Regions from separate parts of the Mus musculus genome. Here regions 2 and 3 are each linked to region 1. Evidence: chromatin contacts called from public Hi-C and HiChIP or PLAC-seq data. All regions are on one chromosome and are shown on one strand. Each heading gives the region's core, a stretch centred on a gene start, on an enhancer-like site or on the middle of the called end of the contact. The rest is flanking DNA. Distances are from core to core; before and after follow the strand shown. Region 1 overlaps Itga6 (integrin alpha 6). Region 2 overlaps Slc25a12 (solute carrier family 25 (mitochondrial carrier, Aralar), member 12). Region 3 has its middle 11 kb from the start of Gm36857.

The links. Hi-C and Micro-C count contacts between places; a contact is called where the count stands out from the background. HiChIP or PLAC-seq counts read pairs in DNA pulled down with a chosen protein or histone mark.
Region 2: a Hi-C map of bone marrow-derived macrophages shows a contact between it and region 1, with 11 read pairs. The contact joins two enhancer-like sites. A contact is called at or near these places in 2 of 484 Hi-C or Micro-C datasets (bone marrow-derived macrophages and cortical neurons), 1 of 115 datasets of contacts at active chromatin or transcription factors (bone marrow-derived macrophages) and 1 of 9 other capture datasets (liver).
Region 3: a contact with region 1 is called in an H3K4me3 HiChIP or PLAC-seq map of bone marrow-derived macrophages, with 9 times the contacts expected there. The contact joins two enhancer-like sites. A contact is called at or near these places in 2 of 39 promoter capture datasets (both in embryonic stem cells), 5 of 15 datasets of contacts at CTCF or cohesin (embryonic stem cells, large pre-B cells, pro-B cells and 1 more), 41 of 484 Hi-C or Micro-C datasets (B cells, CD8 T cells, the CH12 cell line and 24 more), 21 of 115 datasets of contacts at active chromatin or transcription factors (the 230-238 cell line, the HPC-7 cell line, Th17 cells and 13 more) and 3 of 9 other capture datasets (adipose tissue, liver and pancreatic islet).

Annotation. Positions count from the first base shown.
Region 1 is chr2:71,835,508-71,840,419 of GRCm38.p6, reverse strand. Itga6 (integrin alpha 6) reads right to left here. Exons shown (of 26, transcript NM_008397.4): 12 at 1,992-2,152; 13 at 1,699-1,842. Among named protein-coding and RNA genes, the nearest start is that of Pdk1, 35 kb to the left of the region's middle. Within about 2 kb of position 2,364, at least 20 of the 459 cell types and tissues checked have an H3K27ac peak or open chromatin away from gene starts, as enhancers often do. A contact at or near this core is called in the CH12 cell line, bone marrow-derived macrophages and neural stem cells, where this site is marked.
Region 2 is chr2:71,335,585-71,340,496 of GRCm38.p6, reverse strand. All of the region lies in intron 3 of Slc25a12 (solute carrier family 25 (mitochondrial carrier, Aralar), member 12), which reads left to right. Among named protein-coding and RNA genes, the nearest start is that of Slc25a12, 30 kb to the left of the region's middle. Within about 2 kb of position 2,211, at least 87 of the 459 cell types and tissues checked have an H3K27ac peak or open chromatin away from gene starts, as enhancers often do. A contact at or near this core is called in bone marrow-derived macrophages, where this site is marked.
Region 3 is chr2:71,578,223-71,583,134 of GRCm38.p6, reverse strand. No RefSeq gene overlaps it. Among named protein-coding and RNA genes, the nearest start is that of Gm36857, 11 kb to the left of the region's middle. Within about 2 kb of position 1,949, at least 176 of the 459 cell types and tissues checked have an H3K27ac peak or open chromatin away from gene starts, as enhancers often do. A contact at or near this core is called in the CH12 cell line, bone marrow-derived macrophages and neural stem cells, where this site is marked.

The sequences.
Region 1 (4,912 bases), core at 1,115-3,614:
GCAGCAGAGCATGAGCCCCCACCAAGCTAGAGAATCTGAGTTCCAAGCCCTCCTCTCACACCTGCTTAGCTGTGTGGCTTTAGACAAGACACTTAACTTTCCATTCTAGCTTGGTCTCATATAGGGCAGTACGACTTTACTTTCAGGGGATCTATAGCAGTATCACGACCTTATGCTACCTAAAGTGATTTACATAGCTTAACTCACTTAACCTTCAGGACAGTCTGAGGGACTATCATTCTGTGCCCATTGTACAGATGAGGAAAATACAATTAGGAACAAGGTCTCCTTTCCTGTTATGTTTAACTTGGCTCAGGAGCTAGGAATGTACACAAGAATTAGTAATAGCCAGGTGGTGGTGGCACATGCCTTTAATCCCAGCATTTGGGAGGCAGAGACAGGTAGATTTCTGAGTTTGAGGCCAGCCTGGTCTACAAAGTAAGTTCCAGGACAGCCAGGGGTAATTCAGCAACAGCTGGATTGTGTGTGTGTGTGTGTGTGTGTGTGTGTGGTGGTGGTTGTTGTTTTGAGTTTTTATGAAGATGGGGTGTGAGTTAGGTCTCAAAGTTGCTATATAGTCAAAGATGGCCTTGCCTGTCAGATGCTCCTGTCTCGACCTCCCAAGTGTCAGCACTACAGGCGTGGAGCACTTGCCATTGTTACATGGTGCTGGGGACTGAAGTCAAGGTTTTGTACACACTAGGAAAGCACTCTGCCGACTCAGCCATATCTCTATCCACTGATTGGATTTTGACAGCTAATGTGCAGTGTCAGAGCAAAGCACGTGGTAAGTGCCTGGGAGGCCCTGGGAATAATTTCCAGCACCAAAACAGTAATCAAGATGATAATAATAATAATAGCCAGGCTGTGGGGGCGCACACCTTTAATCTAGCACTCAGGGGGAGGAAGAGGAAGGTGGGTCTCTGAGTTGGAGGCCAACCTGGTCTACAGGGCAAGTTCTAGGACAGCCAGGGCTATGCAGAGAAAACCTGTCTCAAAAGCAAAACAAAAAGATAATAATAACAACAATAATTATAACAATAATAATGCCAGATCAAGATGTCATACTTTCCTAGGCTCATTTCCGCTCTGTCCTAACACACAGATCCCATATCCTACGCCATGCCCAGCAGGCCACAGAATGCACATTTGCTTCCCACAATGACCCGAGCTGCATTAGACACTTTAGTATTTCATTGTGAATTTTTCCTTGCTTTGCTAAGTTTTGCTATTCTTTGGTTTTAATAATATATATTTATCATACTGTGTTGTTCTCGGTGGTAAAATAAAGTATGTCAACTACAGGAGAATGAAGGTTTGGCTAGCTATAATCTCAGTAAGGACCAGGGGCTAAAAACAATGAAGAAAACAAGGAAGAAAATAAAACTCTGGTCCCTAAATTTCATCTTAGGTTGTTATCTTCACTGCTACCTTGAGAAACACCTTCTCAGAGGCCAATTATGAATATAGAAATAAGTGGTATTTCTGTTGATTATTTTTTTCTTAGACAGGATCTGGAACCCTGATTGAGCTGGAATTTGCTGTGGAAATCACACTGACCGTGAACTCAGAGATCTCCTGCCCCTGCCTCCGAGTGCTGGGATTAAAAGCATACACAAGGTCACCATATGTGGCCACAGGAAGTGGCCTGTAAAAAAAAAAATCCAACACTGGCAAAAGAGAAGCCAAGCAGCTTACATCTGTCTGGACCGTTTTGGCTTCATTTGAATTCAGGATGGGAAGAACTTCGGGGAGTGAGTTCACCCGCCGGCGAGAGCTGGGCTCCTGGATCTCCACAGAAGCCGTGATGGGGATGGGACGCAGCTTGTCTCTGATGTTCTCCTGCAAAGGGGGCAGGGACACAGTCAGTGTGCCCAAATGCCAACGGACCTCCGAAACGATGGCAGAGCAGAGATGAACGGTGCTGTTCAGAAACTAAGCGTCTCACAGAACACCGGAGTCCTGTGGAGACGACCCTGGCACACACTCACCTGCAGCCAGAGGGTCTCCTCCATGCACGCCCGCTGCTTCTGCCGATTCAGGGTCAGCTCCTGAGTATACTTTGGCTCGGAACCTTGGTTTCGAAACTGAACTCTCGATGACAACCCTGACTTTCTTCTTTCTTTTTCAGCTTCGAGAATACCCAAAATTGCTAGGTTGGAATGAACAAAATCACGTTAACTTAAAGTGCATCTTCACACCCCCTGAACTACAAAGAAGATGAGTTCTTTTACAGCACTTGCCCCAGAACCTTCGCCTCTCAGAATCTCCTGGAAGGGGGCCTTCTGGTGACCAGAGGGGTTTTTAATCCAATTGTTCTTCCCAGTGCTGTTAGTGTTTTAAATTCTCACTGGACCACCTGGGGGCGCTCGAGAACAAGCTAGAACCTTCTGCAGCAGCTAGGAACCCATCAGTTTCTGGCTGAATATCTGAAACTCAAAGAATACTAAAGATAACTGGAAATCCCCAATGTTCCTGCCCCGGGACTCTTTCAGCCTATGCGTCATGACCTTGGCGGGGGAGAGTCCTTGCTATTTGAAAAGTTGTCTGAGAAAGCAGGCTCCTACAGCAGAACTGGTATTTGCATTATAGCACTGGTAATCAAAGGAGACACATATATTAAAGATAGAAGTCACTGAGAGCAGGAAGAGACACCTGTAATCTCAGTTCTTGGGAACAAGGGGTGCGTTCTTTTACAGGACTGCCATGAACTCAAAGCTACCTTCAGTTACAGTGTGAGTCTGTCTGAAAAAAACAGATTAAAAAGATAGATAGATAATAGATAGAATGGTAGATGACAGACAGATCTGGCTGACATGTGTTCAGTAGCCGGAAGCCAGTTGTTTAGCCTCACACAGCTTTTATACACAAGTCTCCAGCCTGCAGCAGAGGTGGCCAGCTGCTCCGTGGAGGCAGGCCAGGATCGGGACTGTCAGGAGCTCACTTCTGGACTCTGGAATGCATTCTTCACTGGGTCACTGGATGGGGCTACTAACTATGCTTCTCATGGGCCAATACTTCAATCACTTGCATTCATTAAGCACTTGCTAAACCCATCAGAGGAAAGAAAGCACAGGAGTGTACACAGGGAGGAGAAGTCAGCCTCCAAGAAAAACTCAAGAAAATGGAGAAAGCTTATAGTCTACCATTCATGCGAGGGGGAAGGAAATGTCTTTTGAGTGTTTGTTGTTTGTTTGAGACAAATTTCACGTGGCCCTGGCTGCCTGGAACTGCTCCTCCTTCCTGCACGTCCCGAGTGCTGGAGTTACAAGCATGCACCATCACACCTGCTTCATACAGTGCTAGAATGGAACCAGTGCTTTATACTTACTTACACAGCGCCGGGATTAGACCAGGACTTTGTGCATACTAGGCAAGCATTGTACTAACCAAGCCATTTATACTTCTGGCCATGAGACTGTGCGTTTTAATGTCCTCTTTATAAATTAAGAAAGGGCAGCCGGGCATGGTGGTGCATGCCTTTAATCCCAGCACTTGGGAGGCAGAGGCAGGTGGATTTCTGAATTCCAGGCCAGCCTGGTCTACAAAGTAAGTTTCAGGACAGCCAGGGCTACAACACAGAGAAACCCTGTCTTGAAAAACCAAAAAGTAAGAACGGAAATTCTGAACCCTACAGCAAAGGGCAGCATCATCAACAGCTCCAAGTCTCTACCTGGCACACAAAAGCTGGCTGCTTTATACAGAGGCTTAGAGGCCAGGTCTCACCGCCCTTCCCCTTCTGCACTGGCCCCTCTCCTCCTCCTCCTCTCTATCCTCCCCAACTCCAAACTAAACCCTAATCCATTACTCTTCAGATCTTGACCCAGACTTTAACCCAAAAGCCTGTCCTGGCTCCTCCTGAGCCACTGAGAAAATTCTACCTCTGAGGCTATACACTGGGACTTACTGTCCTGCAGAGTGTGGAGGAACTAAGGACAAAGACTGCATCACCCTTGTTCACCAACTGCCACACTTGATAAAAATATCATCCACAGGACAGATGAGTGGAATGGAGTACCTGGCCCCATGCCACCCTACGCAGGGCGTGACACGTATGCATGTGCACACAGTGTGATGCAATCTCTGCACTGAAATCCTATTCACATAGGTAAGACCAAAATTTAGAAGCACTGGCAGTTTCAATAGCAATTTCTCTGTCCATCTGAGATATTCTTAAATGTCACGACTGCCAAATGGAATGCCCCTCATTTTTGGCCTTCTGCAGCCCTGACACCATCCACTTATCAGTGACCTGCTAACTTCCCGATGAACCAAATGAAGGCTCCCAGGCTGAGTGCCCCTCAGGGCAGAAGTAGAGGAGGGCATGGGTACATTAAAACCGTTTAGCTACCAAACCCTCGCTGACCTCTGTAACCTCCAGACAACTCACATCATCTTAAAATCCTTGTAGGTCACCTGTGCTGACCTCCTGAGGAACAAGCCAAGAAAACTCATTAAGGCTCAATTATAAATATCTGTGCATGCAACATCGCACGAAGAGGGCTGTCAAGCTAAAATATCGTGGCCCCACAATAAGCTCACTCTTGGGATACTGGGATATGATGCTGAATGTATTATACTTCTTCAGCTTTGTGGAAATTCTGTTTTATTTCACTGTAAAGTTATTACTGTGGAAGTATAATGAAAGAGTTCTTCCAAGTGAAGAGGCCCACCTATCACAGGCTGCAATAAACACGCAGGTAATGGAATGGGTACATACTATAAAGGAGACGCACATAGCAACAGATGTTGCATTAAGGCTAGAGGAAAGCTCATAACCCCGCTCTATAAAGGCAGTTGTTGGATGGAGCACACCGGTGAGATCTGACACTTATCGTCAAACAATGGTTTGAGGGGGGAAATGTTTTCTCATTTCTTCTCCCTTTACAAGAATCCAGTCTACTCTTATTTC
Region 2 (4,912 bases), core at 962-3,461, 500 kb after region 1:
CTTAAGTCTTTTGTGACTGCTTTTATGTTGCTTTTGGAACTTTACCTGCACAAAAGTTTGTGAGAGCAGAACACAGTACCCACCAGCCCCTCCCCACACCCGACCCATGTTTTCTAGCCCATGAATTACTCTTTCTTGCCATCTCCCATCTACCAGTAGACGGTGAAATAAGGTGCTTGGTACAGAGAGTCATGCAGAGGCAGCATCGCGTGGTATAAATAGCCTGATGGCTTGTCTAAAAGTCAGACATCAGCCAAGTGTTATTTATGAGATTGTGGCTTAAACTTTGGAGTTCTAGTTTCGTTATGAAAAGCAAAATGACTTTATGCATTAAATGCAGATCACAGAGGCTATTATCATGCAATCTGATCTAAAATATTTAGACAGTTGCTTCTTTGAAACTGTAACTTCCAGGATGGTGGTGTCTATATTTAGTTTAGTCAGAGTTCTCTGGAAGTTCTATCTGCTATACTGGGAAGACCCGGTCTTTATTCTCTGACTCTTCATGAGTCCGTCCTTTCTTTCTTTCTTTCTTTCTTTCTTTCTTTCTTTCTTTCTTTCTTTCTTTCTTTCTTTCTTTCTTATGTACCGTGGATGTCAAAGACCTATTCATTTTGGTAGAACATTTGGCTATTTTACAAAATTTTGTAGAAAATTACTAAAGTAACAAACATTTAGGCATTATGTTAGTTTCCATTCTGATACAGGACATAGTGGAAACATTTACTACACAGTTACAAAATGTGTTACTTCAAAGTTTCAGATAAAATTTCCCAGCACCTAAGAGGTGGAAGCAGGAGGATCAGGAGTTTGATGTGCTCCCCTGCACCCCATAAAAATAATTTAAAAAAATAGGTTGGTCAGGTAGACCTTGGCCAGGGATGGGTGCATGTCTGGCAAAGCTCGGGGACCCCACGAGCTCTTCTCCTGCTGATGGATTCATAGGAAAGGGGATGGCTGTAGCTCTGCCCTACTGGCTCTGATACTCTAGCCACGCAGTAGTGTGGTGGGTGGTATGCTGATTGGCAAAATGCACCAACTTAGTGGGTTCCATGGGGTCTGCATTCTAACAGGGGCTGCTCGCTGCATAAAGCAAAGCTCTGTGAGTCCCCAGTGTCCTGAGGTGGAGACAGACAAGATCTACAGCTGTCTTTTTGGAGGCAGTTTTTGCTTGGCAACTAAGAGCTACCAAGTGTCACTTGGGACCAGAAACTGCCTGCTGCCCAAGCTCACAATTTGTCAAGGGAAAAAAAAAACCAATATTTTTATGAAATCCTAGGATTTCATAATGTTGTCACCAAGTATATTAGGCAGTCAGAATTCCTAGAAATTAATTCTTTGCCACAGAAAACATATCAGTGGGCCATAGTCAGATTCCTAGATAGCAGCTTTGCTAACTAGGGAAGCTCATCTTTGATTATCTCTCATAAAAAAGAGAAAGTTTTGTTACTGAGCATAAAATATGTTTCAAAGTGACTTATTCTATATTTCAAGGTTACTTGTGTTTTTGCTGCTGAATTCTGGAGACTTAAAAAAAAAGAAATTATTACAAGTTTGTCATTAAAATCAGCTCACCTATTGGTTTTAACGGTTAGAGTTATTTTTATAGTCAGCAGAAATAATGTTAGCCTCTCTTCATTATAAATTTTAGGCATTTTTAAAATATGTAGCTAGCAGGTGCTTCGGGTACCCTCTGCCTCTGCATCCTTGGTTTCATGTCAGTCCAAACAACACCATTCGTGGCCAGCCTTTGTTTCATTCGGTTCACCCCACATACTGATTCTCTCTCTCTCCCCCTCTTCATCTCTCTCTCCTTGGAGCTGGATATGGAGTTCACGGTCTCCCATGTGCTTAGCTACACCTCACCCAGCTGCTTGCTTTTGAGGAATGAGTGGTTGGTCCTGGTATCTTGCAACTCCATCTGTTGTTATGCTCCTAACATTTGTTTAATGGTGACTACATTTTCTGGGGCTGGAGAGACCGTTCAGTTCAGCCATTCAGCAGAGCACTGAGGAAGTAGGAAGTGGGTGTCGGTTGGTACCTGCGTGTGGATGGGCATGGAGATGGTAGGGGAGGCGTGTGTGTGATTGCAGCCAGATAGGAGAATACAGAAAGTTTCGTCCATGGCAGGTAACTGTTTAGAGACTTAAAGGGAAGTGGCCTTCACCGACTGGAGAGTAGAAGGGGAACAGAAAGTCAGGGAACGGAGAAAACGGGATGACTGTGCAGGTTTTAGAGTTCCTCTTTTAGGCGAAGAGAGTGTTCTGTCAGAGAGCATGGTGAGACACCCATGTGCCAAAACTGCCATTGGATTGTGCACCTTAAGCATGAGTTATCTGGTAAGTGAATCAAATTGCAAAGGCTTTTGTTTTGGGGAGAGTTTTAAGAAGCCCCCTGGCTACAGTTTAAAGAATGATGGAGGAAGGCGGGAAGGATCCAGAACATTGGTCAGGAGGCTGTTGCCAGTCATAGCTGTTAAGAACGGGTGGGAACATGCTAGGAGATATATCTTTGAAGGTCATTTATGCTGGTGAACGTAAATATATGACTTTAAATTGGCTTTGTTTGGCTTTTTGAAACTGCAGTCCAGGGTGGCCTTGAGCTCCTTTATAACTTTGAACTCCAACCCCTCTGCTTCTCTCTCCCTAGTTTTGAGGTTACAGAAGTGCTCCCCCACGCCCAGATAGCTCTTTAAGTTTCATCTTTTCTTTTGGGAACAGGGATCATCGCTATGGCCCTGGCTGTCCTGGAAGTCACTATGTGGTACAGGCCTCAACCTCTCAGAGGTCCACCGGCTTCTGTCTCCCGCGGGCTTGGATTAAATGTGTGTGCACCAGCACACCTGGCCTTATTTTAAATTTTTAATATGGTATTTTTTTCTAAGAAAGTAATCTTTCCTTAATCGTCTGATATGTATTATCCAGTATAAATGTTAACTACTGTGGGACTTTTTCTTTTTCTTTTTTTTTTCTGTCCTGGAACTCACTCTGTAGACCAGGCTGGTCTCAAACTCAGATATCCACCTGCCTCTGCCTCCCAAGCTCTGGGCTTAAAGGCGTGCGCCACCATCGTCCAGCAAAAAATGTGTAGCCCAGGCTGGCCTCGAACTTGTGATCCTCCTGCCTCTGCCTCCTTCAGCAAATCCTACTGACATGTGCCACTACTACCAGCAGGAACTTTTTCGACTAATATCTTTCTGTATTTTCAGTTTGAGGGGAAAGATGGATTTGTCAATATTCATAACAGTGTTCCTTTAAGGGATAGTTTGTCATGCTTTCACTTGGATGATCATCCATTAAGAGCAGCAGAGAGAGCTAGGGAGACGGTTCAGGGATTAAAGGCGAGGCTCACAATCAAAACATTGAGAATAGCAGAAAGAGCCAAGTAAAAAATAATTTAAAAGAAAACAAACAAGAAATAATAGGCGAGTCAGATGGACCTTAGCCAGGAATGGGGGTCATATCCAGCAAAGTTCAGGGACCTGGTGAGCTGTCCCAAGCCTGACTTTCTCCTGCTGATGGAAATCTAGGAATGTTATCGGCCACAAAAGCCGTGGTACATTGAAGGCTAGTGTGTTCTGTTGACTCCAAGCTCCTAGGTCTGTCAGTGAGATCTGTGGTAATGACACCATGGTTTTCGGGGAAGGACACAAGAAGATTGGCAGCAATGTGAGGTGTATGGGTCCCAAATCCCAGGTATCTAACTTAACGGTCCACCCCCGAGCCCTGGGTGCTATCCCTCTCTGTAGACCTGTATCTGATGGTGCCTTAAAAGGTTTATATCAGTGGTGACAGTCACAGCTAAACCACAAATAGTGTCTGTTTGTGCCGTGCATTGTGCTGGTTGCTTTTCTGTATATTTTTTTTATCACAGATTTCTCAAAACAAGCTTGAGACTTAAAATGTTAAATGTTTTACATATAAGGAAGCTCAGAGGCTAAGACACTTGTCCAGGGCCATCAGTCCTTGATACGATACCCTACTTCCTTTAAAGCCACACCATCGTTGACAAGCTTTTGCAAGACCTAGGGTAGTGGTTTTGTAATCTGTAGGCTTTATAGGTGCACAAACCGGTCATTCCAGCTCTCAGGAGGTGGAAGCAGGAAGGTCAGGAGTTTCGCATTATCCTTGAGGCCAGCCTGGGCTACAAGAGATTCTCAGAAAGAAAAGGCAGGAGCTGGGCGTGGTGGCACATGCCTTTAATCCCTGCACTTGGGAGGCAGAGGCAGGTGGTAAGAAAAGAAAAGAAAAGGAGAGGCGAGGAGAGGAGGGGAGGGGAGGGGAGGGGAGAGAAGAGAAAAGGCAGGAAAAACCAAAACCAACCAACCAAATTCCCAAACACCAGAAACATGGAATCTCTTTGGCAAGATCACTGTGATTTCTGACTCAGTGACATATGTGTTCTCCATGAGGTCATTAACCTGCTATTATTTTGACTACTGGTTAATTTCAGAACTCACTAAATATGTATCTTAGGGTTCAGTAAGTTCTAAAAACCCTTTTGAGGGTTTCTTAAAAAACATATTGTCTTTTCAAACATAATAGAATAATATAGTAATTTTTTTTGTTCTCAATCCTTTTGGTAATTATCAAGGTAGTTATTGAGTTTATTTCATTTACATTTCTCTCCTTTTGCTTATTTTGCCAAAATATCCAGATGGCATAGTTTATGTACAAATACTATTTTTTATTTCTAAAAGATTCTCAGCCCGTCATCTCATGTAGCCTAGGTTAACCTTGAACTTGCTATATAGAAGAAACTGGTCTTGAACTCCTAATTTACCTCATCATCTCCCCAGTGTTGAATTTACAAGTATGTGACACCACCTACATTTTGAAATCACTATATATATGTATATGTGTATATATATATATATATATATATATATATGAAAAATATATACATACTACAC
Region 3 (4,912 bases), core at 700-3,199, 260 kb after region 1:
TTACAGTGGTTTCTCACTCTGAGACTTAGGTTTTACAGATGGGTGGGGCTAAAGTATAGAAGCTGGAAGGAACTGGAGTGGATCTGCTTCTTCCAAAAAAAAAAGTGCATGAAGATAGGGCAGGAAAGACAGCTCAGCAGCTAAGAACAGGACAGAGCCTGTATCATCCTGATTGGACTTTTAGCCTGCAAATGTGTGAACTGAATAAACCTCTTTTCTTTATAAAGGTAGCCTGCCTCTGGTATTTCATTATACTAATTGCAAAATGAATTAACAGAATTATTTTTGCAACCCCTAAACGATCAAAAGCCCAACAGAAATGCAAAGGACATTAACCATCGAGTTCGAAAAGCCTCAATAAGATGTTTTTAAAGATGCAAATGAAAACATGAGAGCCCTAATTTTAGTTTTATATCTCGGAAAATTTTTTAAAGCTTGGTAAAGCTAGAGTTAGTATTATAGGATGGGGGTGGGAAGTAGTCTGGAGGGTAACTGGTAAAGACCTGTAAAGGCTTAAATGCATGTATTCTTTAAGGCGACAATTAAACTTTTAGAAACGTTTCCTATAGAGGCAGATGCACACTCAAGTCACAGGCACAGATGTTCACAGCAGAATTGTTCGTAATAGCAAAAGGCTGGGGGCAAACTCAATATCCTTCAATCAGGGATTGATTGAATAATTATAGGTTCCTGGTATAAAAGAACACCAGGCAGCCACTCCTAAAGGATGCAGTGTCTACACACGTGCCTGTGAAGCCATCTCCAAGATCCTTGATGGGGTAGGAGCGTGTCAAGGATGACGACGAGATTTGATGGTGAGGAGGGTTTTTTTGTTTTTTGTTTTTGTTTTGTTTTTAAGGCTACAAACTTGATCTGGGAGAAAACCAGAGGAAGTGTGCAGACACAGTGGAGGTCTGGCTAAAGAGGAAAGCTATTCACTTCTCTGCCTCGTGCATTCTATTTTCCATTTTAACATCAGTGTGTGTGTGTGTGTGTGTGTGTGTGTGTGTGTGTGTGTATGTGTGTCTGTGTGTGTGTATGTGTCTGTGTGTGTGTCTGTGTGTCGTGTGTCTCTGTGTGTGTCTGTCTGTCTGTGTGTGTGTTTCTGTGTGTGTATGTGTGTGTCTGTGTGTGTGTGTTTGTGTGTGTTCCCACAGAGAGGTCAAAGGATAACTTTCCTGGAATGGTTCTGCACTTCCACTGTGTGGGTTTGGGGAATTAGCTAAGGTTGTCAGGGTTGACTACACTGTGTCTTTACCCACAGAGCCAGCCTCCAGCCTTCGAATCCCCATTTTAATAACAAGCTAATTGGACTGGAGAGATGGCTCAGTGATTAAGAGCACTTGCTGTTTTTGCAGAGGGCCTGGGTTCAGAGCCCAGCACCTAAATGGTGGCTCACAACCAACTTCAAGTTCTGTTCTAGGCGATCCAACACCTCTTCTAGCACCAGGCGTGTACATGGTGCACAGGCATGCATGCAGGCAAAACATGCATACACATAAGTTGAAAGAAATTAATCTAAAAGAAAAAATAGCTAATTAAAAATATTTAATAAACATTACGTTAAGATTGTAGAGGTCTGTGGTATTTTAGACTCTATGCCCCATTCAAGCAATGACAACGCATGGAAAATTAAATGATGGGGGCTCACCATGGAGGAACGAAGCTAGGGAAATGTATCTAACAAAATACAAGTGTCAGCATATGATAAACCGCAGACAGAGCAATGGCGCAGAGCCGCCCTGTGCCCACTCTGGAAAGGAGCGCGCCCAAGACCACGCGCTTTCAGGGCGCACGCAGGATCCTCGGAGCCATTTCTCCTTCCGATCCATGAGAGACCCCACGGTGTCCCTAACGGTGACGCGAGTGGGTCCCGCGGGCTGGAGCGGTGCAGCCGCTGGGACCCGCGGTCCCATCCGCAGGCTTTGCGGTGGCTGCCCCGCCCTCCCCATCCGGCCCGGGTCAGGCTCTTTCCCGAGGCCACAGTGCGACCCAGCGGGCCGCGGGGAAACTGCGCCCGCCGCCGGGGACACCGGGAGCCGCCGGCGGAGAGTATTTGCCAAATCAACGTTGCCAGATCTGATTATCTTTCTTGCTTTCTCACATCTGATGATGTGGCTGAAAACGAAAGTTCTGGGACGTTCTGGTGACTTGGGGAGGGGGGTGGGGTGGAGGTTCTGGTTTACAGTTTTCACACTTTTGATAGTTTGGGAGCCCAAAGAAGGAACCCTGGCTTTCCTCTCAAGGGTGATTCTGACAATCATGCAAAATCTATTTATAATCGCGCAAGCCGACTCAACCTAAAGCTGCCTGCTTCTGCATTTAGCCTCTTGTACAGACAGAAGCGACCCTGAGTTGAGGAAACAGAAAACAGAAGTAATGGGTCAACCGCAGCACTCACACTCAGATTTTACATTTATTGTTGATTGAACATTAAATGGCTAATACTGTGTATATAATGCTGCGCCCTTGTCCAACGTACCAGTGATGCGCAATGGATGCCCCACCATTGGTTAGTTCAGTCCCTATTATATATAATGATATGTTATATATAATGTATAATATGCATCATATAATATCTGTAATTATATAAATATTTATATAATATAGATGTAATATTATAATATATTAGATAAATATATATAATAGATAATAGAGTAAAAACATATTTTACAAGGGAAAATACCCTCAGAATGTAAGATTCAGTTTGAGGTGTTGGTGGCCAACTTAAAAATATAAGTAGCTTCCTTCTTAGAAGTGGGACTCAAAATACCCATTGGAGGAGATACAGAGACAAAGTGTGGAGCAGAAACTGAAAGAAACGCCATCCAGAGAATGTCCCACATGGGGATTCATCCCATATACAGTCAACACACCCAGACATTACTGTGGATGCCAACAAGTGCTTGCTGACAGGAGCCTGATATAGCTGTCTCCTGAGAGGCTCTGCCAGTACCTGGCAAATACAGAAGTGGAGGCTCACAGCCATCCATTGGACTGACCACAGGGTCCCTAATGGAGGAGCTAGAGAAAGGACCCAAGGAGCTGAAGGGGTTTGCAGCCCCATAGAAGGAACAACAATATGAACTAACCAGAAACTCCAGGGCTCCCTGGGACTAAACCAGCAACCAAAGAAAACACATGGAAGGACCCATGGCTCCAGCTGCATATGTAGCAGAGGATGGCCTTGTGGGACATCAATGAGAGGAGAGGTCCTTGGTCTTGTGAAGGCTTGATGCCTCAGTGTAGGGGAATGTCAGGACAGGGAAGCAGGAGTGGGTGGGTTAGTGAGGGAGGGGGAACGGGGATGGGATGGGGGGGGTGGAGGGGAAATGAGGAAAGGGGATAAAATTTGAAATGTAAATAAAGAAAATATCTAGAAAATCTCTAATAAAAGTGTGTGTGTGTGTGTGTGTGTGTGTGTGTGTGTGTGTGTGTGTGAAATTAAACAAAATGAGTAGGGGGAAATACCTGTGCATACAGACAGATGCATTTTGTCACAGGGAAACTTGAAACATGAAGTAAGGTAACAATTTGAAATACTGCTTTCTTTCCCTCCCTTTTGTTTAAGCACATGTTGTTGGCCTTGAACTCACTGTATAACCCAGGCTGGCCTGGAACTCCAGGCAATCCTCCTGCCTCACACCTCCTGAGTGCTAGAATTACAGATGTGTGACACCTGTTTGGTTGGTTGGTTGGTTGGTTGGTTTAATGTGAATGATCCTTTGTGAATTGGTGTGTACTATATGCATCCGGGAGCCTGCAGAGTTCAGAAGAAAGCATTGGATCCTGTGGAACTGAGGTTATAAACAGTTAGTTGTAAGCCCATGTGTGTGTGTGGGGGGGGGGGGAACTGAACCAGGTTCTGCAAGAGCAGTAAGTGTTCTAACCACTGAGCAATCTCGCTGGTCTCTCATTATTTGATCTTTTAAAAATAATTTATTCATTTTTTACTTTATGTACATTGGTGATTTGACCCAGTATATGTCTATGAGAGGTTATTGGATACCCTGAAACTGGAGTTACAGATAGTGAGCTTCCTGTGCTGGGAATTGAACTCAGGGCTTCTGGAAGAGCAGCCAGTGCTCTTAACCACTGAGTCATCTCTCCATCCCCTTATTATTTTTTTAACTATGTGTGTGTGTGGGGGGGTGTATGAGTGTAGGTACCCTTGGAGGCCTAAAGGCATCTGATTACATGCTCTGAACCGCTGAACCAGCTCTCTTGCCCCCTAAGAAGTATTTCCTAAGGTTTACCAGTTTTATTTACATAGTTTTTTCTAATTTGTGTATAAGGCTGTAATTTAATCCTAACCATAATTACATAAATTTAAAGTTTAAAGAATTTAATTGTTTAATTGTCCCATAGTTCAGATCTTGACCTCTGACATAGTCACTAGCTATATTGATCAGTTACAGCTGTGTTGATCAATTACTAAATTAATTTACAGCAACCTACATTTCCTGCTATGGAAAGCCACATCCTGCTTCAACCAGTAAAGACCTGGCTGCTGAGGGCACCTGTCTAGCCTCTGACTAGCTTCAGTGAGAAACTTATGACGGATGCTTCTAGAACTTCCAAGTCTCTGACCTGGGCAGTGATTGTTGAGATACTCTAGGCTTAGCTTTCAGGGAGAATTCCCAAGGCCCGAGCAGAAGACTGGCTCGAGAACAAGAGGCTCCAAGCCAAATCTGTTTCCACCACATGTGCCCATGTAAAACAGGGACCACCTCTGCGGCAGCCAGGAGGATGCTCTGGAGAGAGCCCTCCCGGAAGCCCAGATATTCCTTGGCTTCCTTGGCCTGGAGCCAATCACTGTAACCTCCACCTCACCCTTCTGTTATCCGTCTGTCTTCTGAGTCTGTCGGCCCTACAGCTCTTCTCCCTCAGCCTTGACACTTGTCATGAGCTG